2 separate regions of the Oryctolagus cuniculus genome follow, and region 2 is linked to region 1. Evidence: chromatin contacts called from public Micro-C data. All regions are on one chromosome and are shown on one strand. Each heading gives the region's core, a stretch centred on a gene start, on an enhancer-like site or on the middle of the called end of the contact. The rest is flanking DNA. Distances are from core to core; before and after follow the strand shown. Region 1 holds the start of DNAI7 (dynein axonemal intermediate chain 7). Region 2 has its middle 120 kb from the start of KRAS.

Region 1 (5,916 bases), core at 1,049-3,548:
GCATAGGCGCCCAGGGCAAACACCATGCAGAGCCTGGAGCCGCCTGAAGCTAACAGCGAGGTCTGACCAACCCCTCGCCAGCGCCTGCAGAGGGAGCAGAGCTGTCTGCATCTGGGACTTCCAGCGTGCAGAACAGAGCGGCTCTCCTCGCTCACGGTTTAACTACCCACTTCGGGGGTACTGCCTTGTTAGGCACCCCCCAGGAACGCACTCAGCGGATCTGGAGGGGAGCAGGCCGCAGCACGTGCAGGTTCTGTAAGTACTTCAGATGAGACGGAAGTGCAGGGAGCAGCCCACGGGCCGCACTTTGAGAAACACTGCTGGAAGCTCCAAGAAGACGCTTAAGCACGCACGGGAAAGTAGCAAGTAGATGCGTGCCCCTCCCCGAGTTTATCAGCACTTAGAGATGGGCGTAAGCTCCATTCGCACGTTGCCAGGAACGCGCCCCTCTCTCCCTTCCCTTCCCTTCCCTTCCCTTCCCTTCCCTTCCCTTCCCTTCCCTTCCCTTCCCTTCCCTTCCCTCCCCTCCCCTCCCCTCCCCTCCCCTCCCCTCCCCTCCCCTCCCCTCCCCTCCCCTCCCCTCCCCTCCCCTCCCCTCCCCTTTCCTTCTTTCTTTTTTTTTTTGCCAAGCAGCCCTTTATCAGAATCCCAGCATAGTCTCTGCAGCCAGAAGCCCTGGGCATGGCTGGCCAGGTCCGTCCCGGGCGCCGGCAGCCAGGGCAGGCAGCCCTCACATGAGCAGGCACTGAGCAGGGGCGGGTCCCCGTAGGCCCCGACGCCACAGTCGGGGTGGGGGCTCTCGGTGTCAGCAGGCAGGCTGTGCTCCGGGGGCTCCGGGGCCTCGGGCCCGGCGGCTGGAGGACGCTGTAGCTTGGCGGCCGCTCGCTGGCGCTTCAGCTCTGCCAGGGTGTGGTGGGCCTTGTCCCGGGCCGGGGCCTCTGGCGTGCTGTTCTCCAGAGGGCTGAGCTGGTAGGAGACGCTCCGGTCCAGCCGCTTGGAGTACAGGTGGCCCCCTGGAGAGCCCCCTACTCGGCCGTTGTGTGGCCGGAGCACCTCGGGGTTGTCCTCCAAGGGCGCTGGCTGGAGCTCAGCGTCCGCCCGGCGGTCCTCGTCGTCCTGTGGCGGCGCCGGCTGCTGCCACACCACGGCCTCTTGAGCGTGCTCCTTGCGGTACATGTCGGTGCGCTGCGTGAGGCTCACCCTCCTCACCACCTTCCCGCGGCTGCCTGCGCTGGACGTGCGCCGGCGCAGCAGGGAGCGCTGGCGGCCCTGGGAGTGCAGGAGGGCGTCGTGCTTGTGCTTCAGCTCCAGCAGCTTGGCCCGCACCTCCTCGTCGCCGCACACGTCCAGGGGCGTCTCATCCAGCAGGGACTTCGCATTCAGGTCGGCCCCGTGCGCCACAAGCAGCTCCACCAGGTGCACCTGGCCCCAGTAGGCCGCGGCGTGCAGGCGCCCCACTCTTTCTTTCCACCATTTACACTGGGTTCAAAGCCACCACTCCTTCCTTCCTCTGTCTGCCTCCCATGCACCCATTTCCCTTCCAACTGTGTGTTACCCCATTTTAGATGCTTCCGACTGAGACGGTTATAAAGCCGCCTCGCAGATACTTTGTTTCATCTGTCTCCCACAGCCAGGTTGTCACATCCATCCGTGCATTCTTGGCTTGCAGCCCAGCGCCAAGCAAACACAACACACTTCATGTGTTCCCTTAATGAATGAATGAAATAACTCACGCCGTAATTACACCCTCCACCTGCTCCGGCTTTAACCATAGGCGATGTCTTGGCGGAAACGACATTGACAACCGTGGGGAAGAAGAGAGTCTCACGGCTGCCTATCAGCCGGAGAGAGCCCTGGGGGAGGAGCGCATTAAACCAAGAAAGAAGCCTCAGCATAATTAACGCGAGCTGAGTGTCTGGAATCACCAAGAGCCCATACAGACTCCCACAGAAAGCCACATGAGAGTACATCGCACCAGCTCAACGAACGACTGAGGCGGCAGGAGAACAACCCCGCCAACTGGGGCTGCAGGTGGCCAGGCTGCGGCCAACGCTCACGCTGACCCGTGTGCGACACTGGGGCGCCGAGTGGCCGCTCCGGCCGTCTCCCGTGTGCAGACGCTAACTCGGACTCCCCCCAGGGGCCAGACAGGTCGGCGGTCACCACCCCGGGAGGACGCGTTCTCGCCTCACCTTATCCGCTCCCTTGGGCTCTTGGGACACCATTTCACCCCGGACAAGCAGAATCAGGGCTCGCCCCCTCACCCGTATCCCTCATTGTCCCAACTCACCATGAGGAGGCGGTGGCCAGCGTCCTCGGTCCGCGGTCAGCGAAGGAGGTTGTGTGGACAAACGCTGCCCGGTTGTCACGACGACAGGCCCCGCCCACTCGGGGGGCTCCAAGGCCGGCGCGCGCGCAGCGCCCTGCGCAGTCGCGCTGGGGTCCTTCCGGCTGGCGCTCCTCCCCTTTTGGTGACGGCTGGATCCGCCCCCTTACCGCGCCCCGCCCCGCTCTCGCGGTTGACTGACGGAGCCGTGGAAGTGGTCGGCGGCGTTTACGGCTGTGGCGTGCCGGAAAGTGCGTGAGTGGCGGCGCCCGGGCGGTGCGGCGTTTTCCGGATCCCGGGGCTTGGAGGTGGCGGTGTGCTCTGGGCGCGGCCCGGCGGCTGTGGGCAGGGTGTCCCAGCGTCCCCCGACGCTGACAGCCCGTCGTGCTCACTGTTTCCCGAGCGGGTGTTGGGGCGGGTCTTCCCGGGGGAGGGTTTGCGATTGGATCCAGCGACTGGCACCCTGGGGGGCTGCCCACGGCCGGGGCAGGAGGGGCACGGGGCTCCTGGTTTGGCCAGGGAGATGAAGAGGTAGCTGAATTGGCTCTAGAAGGGCTGTTGACTTTGAGATGGGTGACCTTCGGCCTCCTCTGCGCTCGGGGTTCTGTTTACTTTCCGGGCGAAGTAGACGCCCTGTTCCCGAAGGGCAGCCCGGAGCAATTCTGGGGCAAGCCGTGGCCTACAGAGGAAGATCGCCAGGCCCAGCGAGAGCGCAAGGTCGCAGGCCGCTGTGCCCACCGGCGGCACGACCTTCGCACCTGCCGCCTCCTGCCTGGCTCTCTACACCCCGGGAAAACCAGATGCGGTGACGCCACGCTGGGCTCCCTCTCCCTGACCCTGCAACCTCTCTCAGCCCTGCCCTTGGCGGGAGGAAACAGGGACAGTGTCACGGGACACCGCTCCCCCGGTCCTGGGAGCAAGATGCAAGCACCTTACTGGGACTTTTAGTTCTAATGTAGTCTCCCGTGGCTACTTGGTCTGGAAGTCTGTCTGCTTGGTTTTGAATTAATCTAACAGTGCAGAATGCAAGCCTGCCACAGTAGGATGGATCGGTGGGAATAAGGAGGCGCCAGGGTGACCCCCAGTTACCTTAGACTGCTGGGACTCCAGGAGAGACTCTGAAACCCGCCTCCCTGCCCGGGAGGAGGCACTGCGGTGGGGTGCTGGATTCCGGGGGCGAGCCCGTGTTCGAGGAGTCACAGCTTCGTTTTCCTCAGGCACCTGGACGGGCTGCCGAACTGCCAAGGCCACCCCGTGCCTGTCCTGTCTTCCTCACCTTCGGACAGATTCGTGTCTGCCCCTTCTAAAAGCACATCCCCATCTCCTTGCGACTCCCGCGTGTCACCACCGAACCGGCTGCCACTCACCTCCGCTACGTACTCTCTGGAAGCGCCTGCGTGCAGTCTTCCGGGCTCGCTGAAGCCAAGCAGTGAGAATAACGTGGTACCGGCATAGCTCACCCGGCCAGTTGCCTTCAGCCTCAGTTATCATTGAACTTCACGGGGAATAACCACTAGTGAAGTGACAACTCTGCTTTAACCCAGGACTGGGGCTGTTTCAATTGAGTCCAGTCACTGGAGAAAACCTACAGCACAGTGGGGATCGCACCCCCTATAACCCACACACGCTGCAGTCTCAGAATAACGAGGGCTCCTCTCAGTCGCCAGCTCATCCGGCAGTTACCTACCTCTCGGACTTCACGCAGGGTTAAGGAGCGGCCCCAGGCCCCATTTGGACTGCTCACCTGGGAACCCTGGGGCCCCCTTTTCTCCCCATGGCTAAACTAAACCTGCTGCCTGAAGGCCAAGTGTAGAGTAATAAAGATGAACTGCATTGTTCTGGATAAACTCATGTCAAAGACTTGGACAGACTTCCCTTAGTTCCGTGAGCTTTTTCGCTAGGCAGATATTCAGTTATTCGTAAACGCTACAAGGGACACCTTCAGGCAGGTGTCCGAGTCTCACAGGCTACACACTGAATTAACTGAAGCTGTGCTCTGCGTGGCATTCTGCGCCCTGTGATTTGCAATCCGAAATTACATCTATGTAGTTTTAATTCTGATTTTAAAAATGCATTTTTGTCATTTCTCAGTAAGAATGAACCATATGAATCACACTGGAAATGAGTCTCTACCAAAACAAAAAGATTTTTAATGAAAGGGACTCTCCTGGACACACATGGGGTTATGTCCTGATAATCCTATCAGAAGCTGAAAATACAATTGTAACTCACAAATACATTTAATATGCCTAACATATTGAACATCACAGGTTAGCATAACCTTACACCTGCGTACAACACTCAACTAACCTTAGATTACTGTTGGGCAAAAGCATCCAAGACAAAGCCTACTGTACAACAAAGTGCTGGGTCTCTAAAACGGGAATTTTACAAATATGATGTGGAAGCAATGGCAGTTCCTGGGTGATTTGTTTGCCCTAAGAAAGGAGCCAGAGACGCAGATGTATGAACTCCAGCAACAGAAGGTTACAGTGGCCACTCAGACACTATACCGGCGGCATTTGTCCATTTGTCTTTCAGGTTTACGTGGCATCTTCAAAAAGTTCACAGAAAATGCATACTATGAAAAAGTGCATGGATTTCAAAAATTTTTGCAGCAAAATAAACTTACCCATTAATTTCATTTTTTTCCACAATTTTTTTAAGTACCCTTGTACTTTTTTAAAAATGTCAAGTGCTTACCTGCAGGGCTTCCTCCCCAGAGAAGCATACAGGTTTTGTGCAGCCTGACTGGTGGCAGGCTGGACTACCACCCAACCCTCTGAGAACCAGCACCCCGGTTCTAGTCCCGGTTGCTCCTTGTCCAGTCCAGCTCTCTGCTGTGGCTCGGGAAGGCAGTGGAGGATGGCCCAGATGCTTGGGCCCCTGCACCCGTGAGACCAGGAGGCACCTGGCTCCTGGCTTTGGATTGGCACAGCGCCGGCCATGGCGGCCATTTGGGGAGTGAACCAACAGAAGGAAGACCTTTCCCTGTCTATAATTCTGTCTTAACTCTGCTCAAAAAACAAACAAAAAACACCAAAAAACAAAAAACTGATCTAAAAAGTCTAAGTTGCTTCCTGCTGTGGTTCTGAATAATTCAGTGCAAAAGCCAGTTAGGTGGGGCCAAGCAACGAAGGCATCTGGGAAAGGGGGAGGAGGATGAGAAATAGTTGGCAAGGCAGCAGCCCAGCAAGGGTGACCAGAACCAGTGTGGGGTGGGGGTGGGGCTGTGCATGAAAGCAGCCTGGCATGAGGTGAGAAGGGCATTCTTAGGTGGTGGCACAGGTTGGAGTCGGAACAGGAGAGAGAAGTGGTGTAGACTAAGTCGTTTGTGCCCAAGAGAATGGGGAGGATGAGACCGTGGTAATGGTGGTCTGGCACCAGGTTGCAGGGCTCTCAGTAGAGTGCTGGGTGATTAAAGTGACAGGAATTTGGTTCCACGATCCAAAAATCTGTTTCTCATTATTGGGTCCAAAGTGCAAAACCATGGACAGGGAGAAACTAAAAAAAAACTCTATAGTGTTGGAATACAATTTTAGGTGTCAGATTGTATGGAGACTGATAGATACATACTCATTAGTATCCAC
Region 2 (5,293 bases), core at 256-2,755, 170 kb after region 1:
ACAGTTGTCTGCGGCCGTCCTATTGGGGTGGGGGCACAATGGACTTCAACGTCTGGCAGGCAACTGGTTTCCCACCCCTTGTTTTCCCGTTCACAAATACCACGATAGGAATACGTACAACCTTTAAATGGTTCCTCGCTTGAATTCTCCCTCCCCATCTTCCTAAACCACAGCCAATTTCCCTTCCCAGTGCCTTCCCCGTCTGGATTCTAAAGACCCAAGGATAAGGCCACCGAGGGGGAACGCAAAGGCAGGCCCAGGGGACCTTCACTGGGGTTGTCGGCTAACTCCCAGCAACACCTCACCCGACCTCACACAAGAACTCCCTCTCTCAGGTCCCTGCGCGTTTACGGAGAACAGATTTACCACCACGCAAAGGCCTCAGCTAGGACTGACCGGCTGTACAAAGTTCAATCACTACACTGTGCAAACTGGAGCCGATGAGAAAATGAGCTGTATTTGGGTTTTGCTGAACAGTCTGTCTTACGTTAAACACACGGCGATGAAGCCCTCTGCCTTCCAGGTGCAAGGTGGCTGAGTGTGGAAGGTACCAGACCAAGGTCATCAGCAAGTGCCATAATGAGGCTCTGGGGTTCTCCCAGGCGGTGGATGTGTCAATTCTCAGGACCCGCTTCCGCAGTAGGGGACGTAAATAGGGGATGCCAGTAAGCACCTGCCCTCATTTGAGCTCACCGCTGACAAAGGCACGCAGCCTGCTGCCCAGTGCAGAACAGTCAATAGCCATGAACTAGTACCACCACCTTCTTTGTGTGCTAAGCTTCACCCAGGGGTGCAGTGGGCCAGGACCCCAGGGCAACAGGTTGTTAGGGTTACCTTTTAAGGACCCTGAACCCAGGAGTGAGGGAGCAGCAGAACAGGTGTGCCTAGCGTCAAATTCCTAATTTTCCTAGAGGTAGAACGGTGCTAATCCACAATACTCCACTGCTTGCCTGTTTGTCCCTAAAGAGCAGCGACAAGACCTCGGCAGCCTGGTCCATGAATAGAGACCCGAGACCCATGACAAGGCGTCGAGAAAGCCCCCAGCCCCTCCTGCTCGGCTCTCTCCCTGTTTCCGGCCTGCCTCCTGGGGTCGACAGGGGGCCGCGCTCCTGTAAGGACCGCAGTGGGGCACCCGGTGCGGCTCTCCAGCCCCTGCTGGGATTTTGGCCATCTCTCTCCCAAAGGACTGAGCTGTGGCTCCCAGAGAGCTCGCCCCCCCCCCTCCTCCCCAGGGGGGAGAGCTGCACGTGGCCGGCTGGGGCTGGGGCCGGAAGGTGAAGTTCCCCACCCTCGCCACTGCCCGCCCCTGGGCCTGCCACCCTGGTGCGCCTCGCCTGGCCTCTCCTCGCCAGGGCAGCGCCCAGCACACTCTTCTGGAAAAAACAATAGCCCCCAAGAAGGCGGGGGAAGCAGGACGGGGTTTAGCAGAGGAAGCCAGCGGGCCCCGCAGATGCAGCCGCGGCCACTTGGCTCTTGGCTCTCATGACGTAATGCATTTCCTGCTTTCGCACTGCAGCGTGCGGTTCGCCGGCCGGGAAGCCCGCAGACGCCCAACGCCGCGATCGTCACCGCCACTATCTATCCATTTATTTTCCACGAATGCTCTCTCGCCGGCCCCGCAAGCCCACGACGCGGCGCTTGCCAGGAGGCTTTGTTCGCCCTCCGCCCAGGAAGGCCGCCTCGGCGCGGCGAGCACCGGGACACGGCGTGGGCCGGGCTGGGGGCCGCGCGCGCCCCCTGCCCGGGGGCCTCTGGAGCAACCAAATCGCCGGCTTTGTCCGCAGCTAAAGTGTTGTCAGAGACGGCATTTCCTCCCCCTCTCCAGAAACCGAGCCAGGAAGTGGGCAAAACCCACCAGAGAACGTGCCCGGACGCTCCCCCACGCCCCCTCAGGCCGCGGGCGAGCAGCGGTCGCCCCGCCGCCGCCCCGCGCAGCGCCGCCGCCCAGCCGAGCCCGGGGAGACTCCCAAGGGCTCTTTAAATACGATCTATAAATACTACGGGCGCATGGCGCGCGCGCGTCACGGCCCAGCAGGCTTCCCATTGGCCGGCGGAACCCCGCTCATTTGCATGTCCCGCTTGCACAACAGGGCGGCGACCTCCGCCCGGGCTCGCGCGCGCCGCCGCCCCTCCCCCTCAGCGGGCGCGCGCGCGAGGGGCCGCGGGCGCGAGCCGCGGGGGTGCGGCGGCGCGTGAACGCTGGAACTTGCTAAGTGCTGTGGGACGCCGGGTGCTTCTCAGGATCGGTTTAAACAGGGCGTCTCTCTCTCTCTGCTTTCTGCGGAAAGCAAAGTTTGGAGGGGCGCAGCCGAGGGCACGCGCTCGGAGGCTCAACCACGTGGGACCCGGACACGGCCGCGTCCAATGGCTGACGACTCGGGGTGTTCAAAAAAAAAAAGGCTGTTGTGTGGCCGCTCGTCAGGGCGGGTTCGGGAAAGGCGAGCGCGGACGGTGCTTCCCGGTGTAAACCACGGAAATAATAAAATCGATCAGTGTACCAGCCAGGCGGCTCGAGGCGTCGGCGCGGACACTCCCGCGGCTCTCGGGGCGGAGAAACCCGCGTGGCCCCCGCGCGCCCGGCGCCCGTCAGGGGCCCGAGCCGCCTCCCCGGGGCGTTGGGGGCGCAGGGGCTGCCGCGCGCCCGGCGGGCCGGTCACGTTCACGTGCGCTTGCGCGCGCCTCGGTTACCTCAGGATGGGAACCGGGCGGGCGCTCGTCCCGCTGCGGGCTCCCGACAGCCACCGCGCCGGGGAAAGAGCACCGGCTTTCTATGCCTTTCCTCGTATTATTATTACTATTATTATTGTTTCCTTTGAAGAGCTGGGCCCTCACAAGCGCGCCCGGCGTGTTCTGAGGCGCCAAGCCTCTCCGGAGCGTCCTGCGACCCCCACCCCGAGGCTAAGCAGGCGCTGGGAGCCGAGGCCGTATCAGCCACATCAAGTCAGCGCTCCACTGGGATCAGAGTTCGGATCTCCCCTGGTCCTCTGCAGGCAGCGCCGTCTGGCCCCCAAGCGTCCAGACAGGCACTCCGGATTTTAACAGAAGGGCTCCCCCTGCTGTCTGATGCTTTACGGGCACCGCGCCTGGAGAGGCTCTCGTCTCTGGGCGCAGGGCAATGCTGCAAACGAGCTTTCTGAGCACGTTCATGGAGAATCTCTCTTAAGTCACCATTTACAAGAGTTCTCGTTCACTCGTGAATATTACCGTCAATATCTTTCTCATTTCCATAGCTGTAACACCAGCGTGTACTTTAAAACCAATATTGATAGTAAAGCAAAAGACGAACGTGTTTGGCAGTCATTATTGTCTGCATTAATGGGTACCAATGCAAGAAACATTGTTAGCTCTGTGCCTTGGAATCGTCAAAAATGGACCGATTTGAACACACAGGACTTCAAACGGTCTTAACCTGCCTTTCCCTTCTCAGCTGATTTCCCTCTGCTTTGATCAATGTTTCTCAGGCCAAGAATAAAAATTTATAACTGTTGACTTCTTAGTAATCATCCTTTGCTTTTCTCTTTTTAAAAATGTTACATTTCTGGGGTTGGCACTGTGGCATAGTGGATTAAGCTGCTGCTTGTAGTGCTTCATCCCACCTGGGCACCGGTTCAAGACCCAGCTGCTCCACTTCCAATCCAGCTCCCTGTTAATGTGCCTGGGAAAGCAGCAGAGGATGGCCCAAGTGCTTCGGCCCTGCACCCACTTCGGCTTGGCCAAGCCCCTGGCTGTTGGGGCCATCTGCGGAGTGAACCAGTGGATGGAAAAATCTCTCTCCCCCCTCCCTCCCCCACCATCCCCCTCCCTCTCTCCCTCCCTCCCTCTCTCCCCCTCTTTCTGTTTCTCTAACTCTGCCTTTCAAATAAATAAATAAATCTTTTAAAAAAGTAAAAAAGTTGTACCTCCTAATTTACTTTTTTGTCCTTAATTAATATGCCCAGATGAAGAAGATTTCTACAAGCCCATGTAACTGTGTGAGGTGAAAACTGCACATCTTGGCTGTCACCTCCACTGCTGCTCACTTTTCAGAGCTACTGTGTCGAGGAAAGAGCTGCATTCAGGGGTGGCTGCTAGTTCAGCTCTGAGTCATCAGTTGGTAAAAGGACAACTGGTAAACCACAAAGTGCTGGAGGAGTAGTGTGTCTCCATTGTCAATGCTAACAAGGGCATCTCGGTGGCATTTTTCACAATGAGCACTTCACCTCCTTGTCGGAAACACAGATAACGAACACAAGTTATTCTGTTGTTCTCCACTCCCTCTCAGGTGCATAGGCAGAAATGGAGACAGGGTTGGTTACGATGCAGGAAAATGTATTTAGACAAGCTTTGGGACTCTCGAGACCAGGGAGATGCTGACCTCCATTTCAGCCTAGAAGGAACAGTCCAGCCAGACAGAAGCACCCAGCACTCCTGATGCTCTGTGGCTTGGACCCTGTTATGGCCAAATTGTGGCCCCCCACCCCCTAACATCGTACGTTGGAGTCCTAAGCCCCAGTACTTTTTAGAGTGTGAGTGTATTTAGAAGCAGCACCTTTAACGAGATAACTGAACGTACACGAGGTCCTTAGGGTGGGCCCTAATCCAGTGTGGCAGGTGTTTTTATAAGAGCAGCTCAAGATGGAAAGCAAATGGGGAACGGGGAAAGGCCACTGCACACCAAGGAGCGAGGCTTCAGGAGAAACTACATCTGCCCACACCATTTCTGTTGTGGAAGCCACTAAGCTGCCCTATGGCACTTCATGCTGGCTGTTCTCGGGAACCGATACAGGCTCACTTGCCAGTTAATGTGCAGGAGCCACATCTCAGAAGTACCAAGGTACGGTCACCACACCTCCAGCCAGTTCCAGAAGTGGGAAATGGATATCGGATGTTGGCGCCATTAGAATCTATCTGGTGATGTTTCTGTCTTTGTGGAGTAGGTTTTTGTTTATCATGGAATACTTGAGTCAGGCCATAAGAAAAGAGTTTTATTTTGACTCATGGTTCTGAAGCTACAGTCTAGGGGCCTCGGCTGGTGGTGGCCTACTTGCTGGCCAAGTCCCAAGGAGGCACAGAGCTCCACAGGGTAAAAGACAGGCAGCGTGCAGTGTACAAGTCTGTGTGTCTGTTGGGCCTCAGTTTCTCTTCTTACATAGCCACCAGGATTCAAGCACGTGGGCCCCACATTACTGACTTTATCTAAACCTAATCACTTCCCAAGGCACCTTGCAGACACTGAGTCAGATTAAGTTTCCATACCCTTACTGCCTCACAATGGAGGTGAAATTTCAACACATGAAGTTTAGGAGCCATTCAA

The links. A called contact is a pair of places that touch in the nucleus more often than the background predicts.
Region 2: a Micro-C map of ear pinna shows a contact between it and region 1, with 5 times the contacts expected there. The contact joins the enhancer-like site here to the promoter of DNAI7 in region 1. A contact is called at or near these places in 4 of 6 Hi-C or Micro-C datasets (ear pinna, psoas muscle, skin fibroblasts and 1 more).

Annotation. Positions count from the first base shown.
Region 1 is chr9:122,500,432-122,506,347 of mOryCun1.1, forward strand. DNAI7 (dynein axonemal intermediate chain 7) reads right to left here and starts at 2,299. Exons shown (of 19, transcript XR_011379032.1): 1 at 2,193-2,299. KRAS (KRAS proto-oncogene, GTPase) reads right to left here. Exons shown (of 6, transcript XM_070049515.1): 6 at 2,457-5,916. It overlaps ETFRF1 (electron transfer flavoprotein regulatory factor 1), which reads left to right and starts at 2,532. Exons shown (of 3, transcript XM_002712703.5): 1 at 2,532-2,577. It also overlaps the pseudogene LOC138843732.
Region 2 is chr9:122,669,881-122,675,173 of mOryCun1.1, forward strand. No RefSeq gene overlaps it. Among named protein-coding and RNA genes, the nearest start is that of KRAS, 120 kb to the left of the region's middle. Within about 2 kb of position 1,506, at least 8 of the 8 cell types and tissues checked have an H3K27ac peak or open chromatin away from gene starts, as enhancers often do. A contact at or near this core is called in ear pinna, where this site is marked.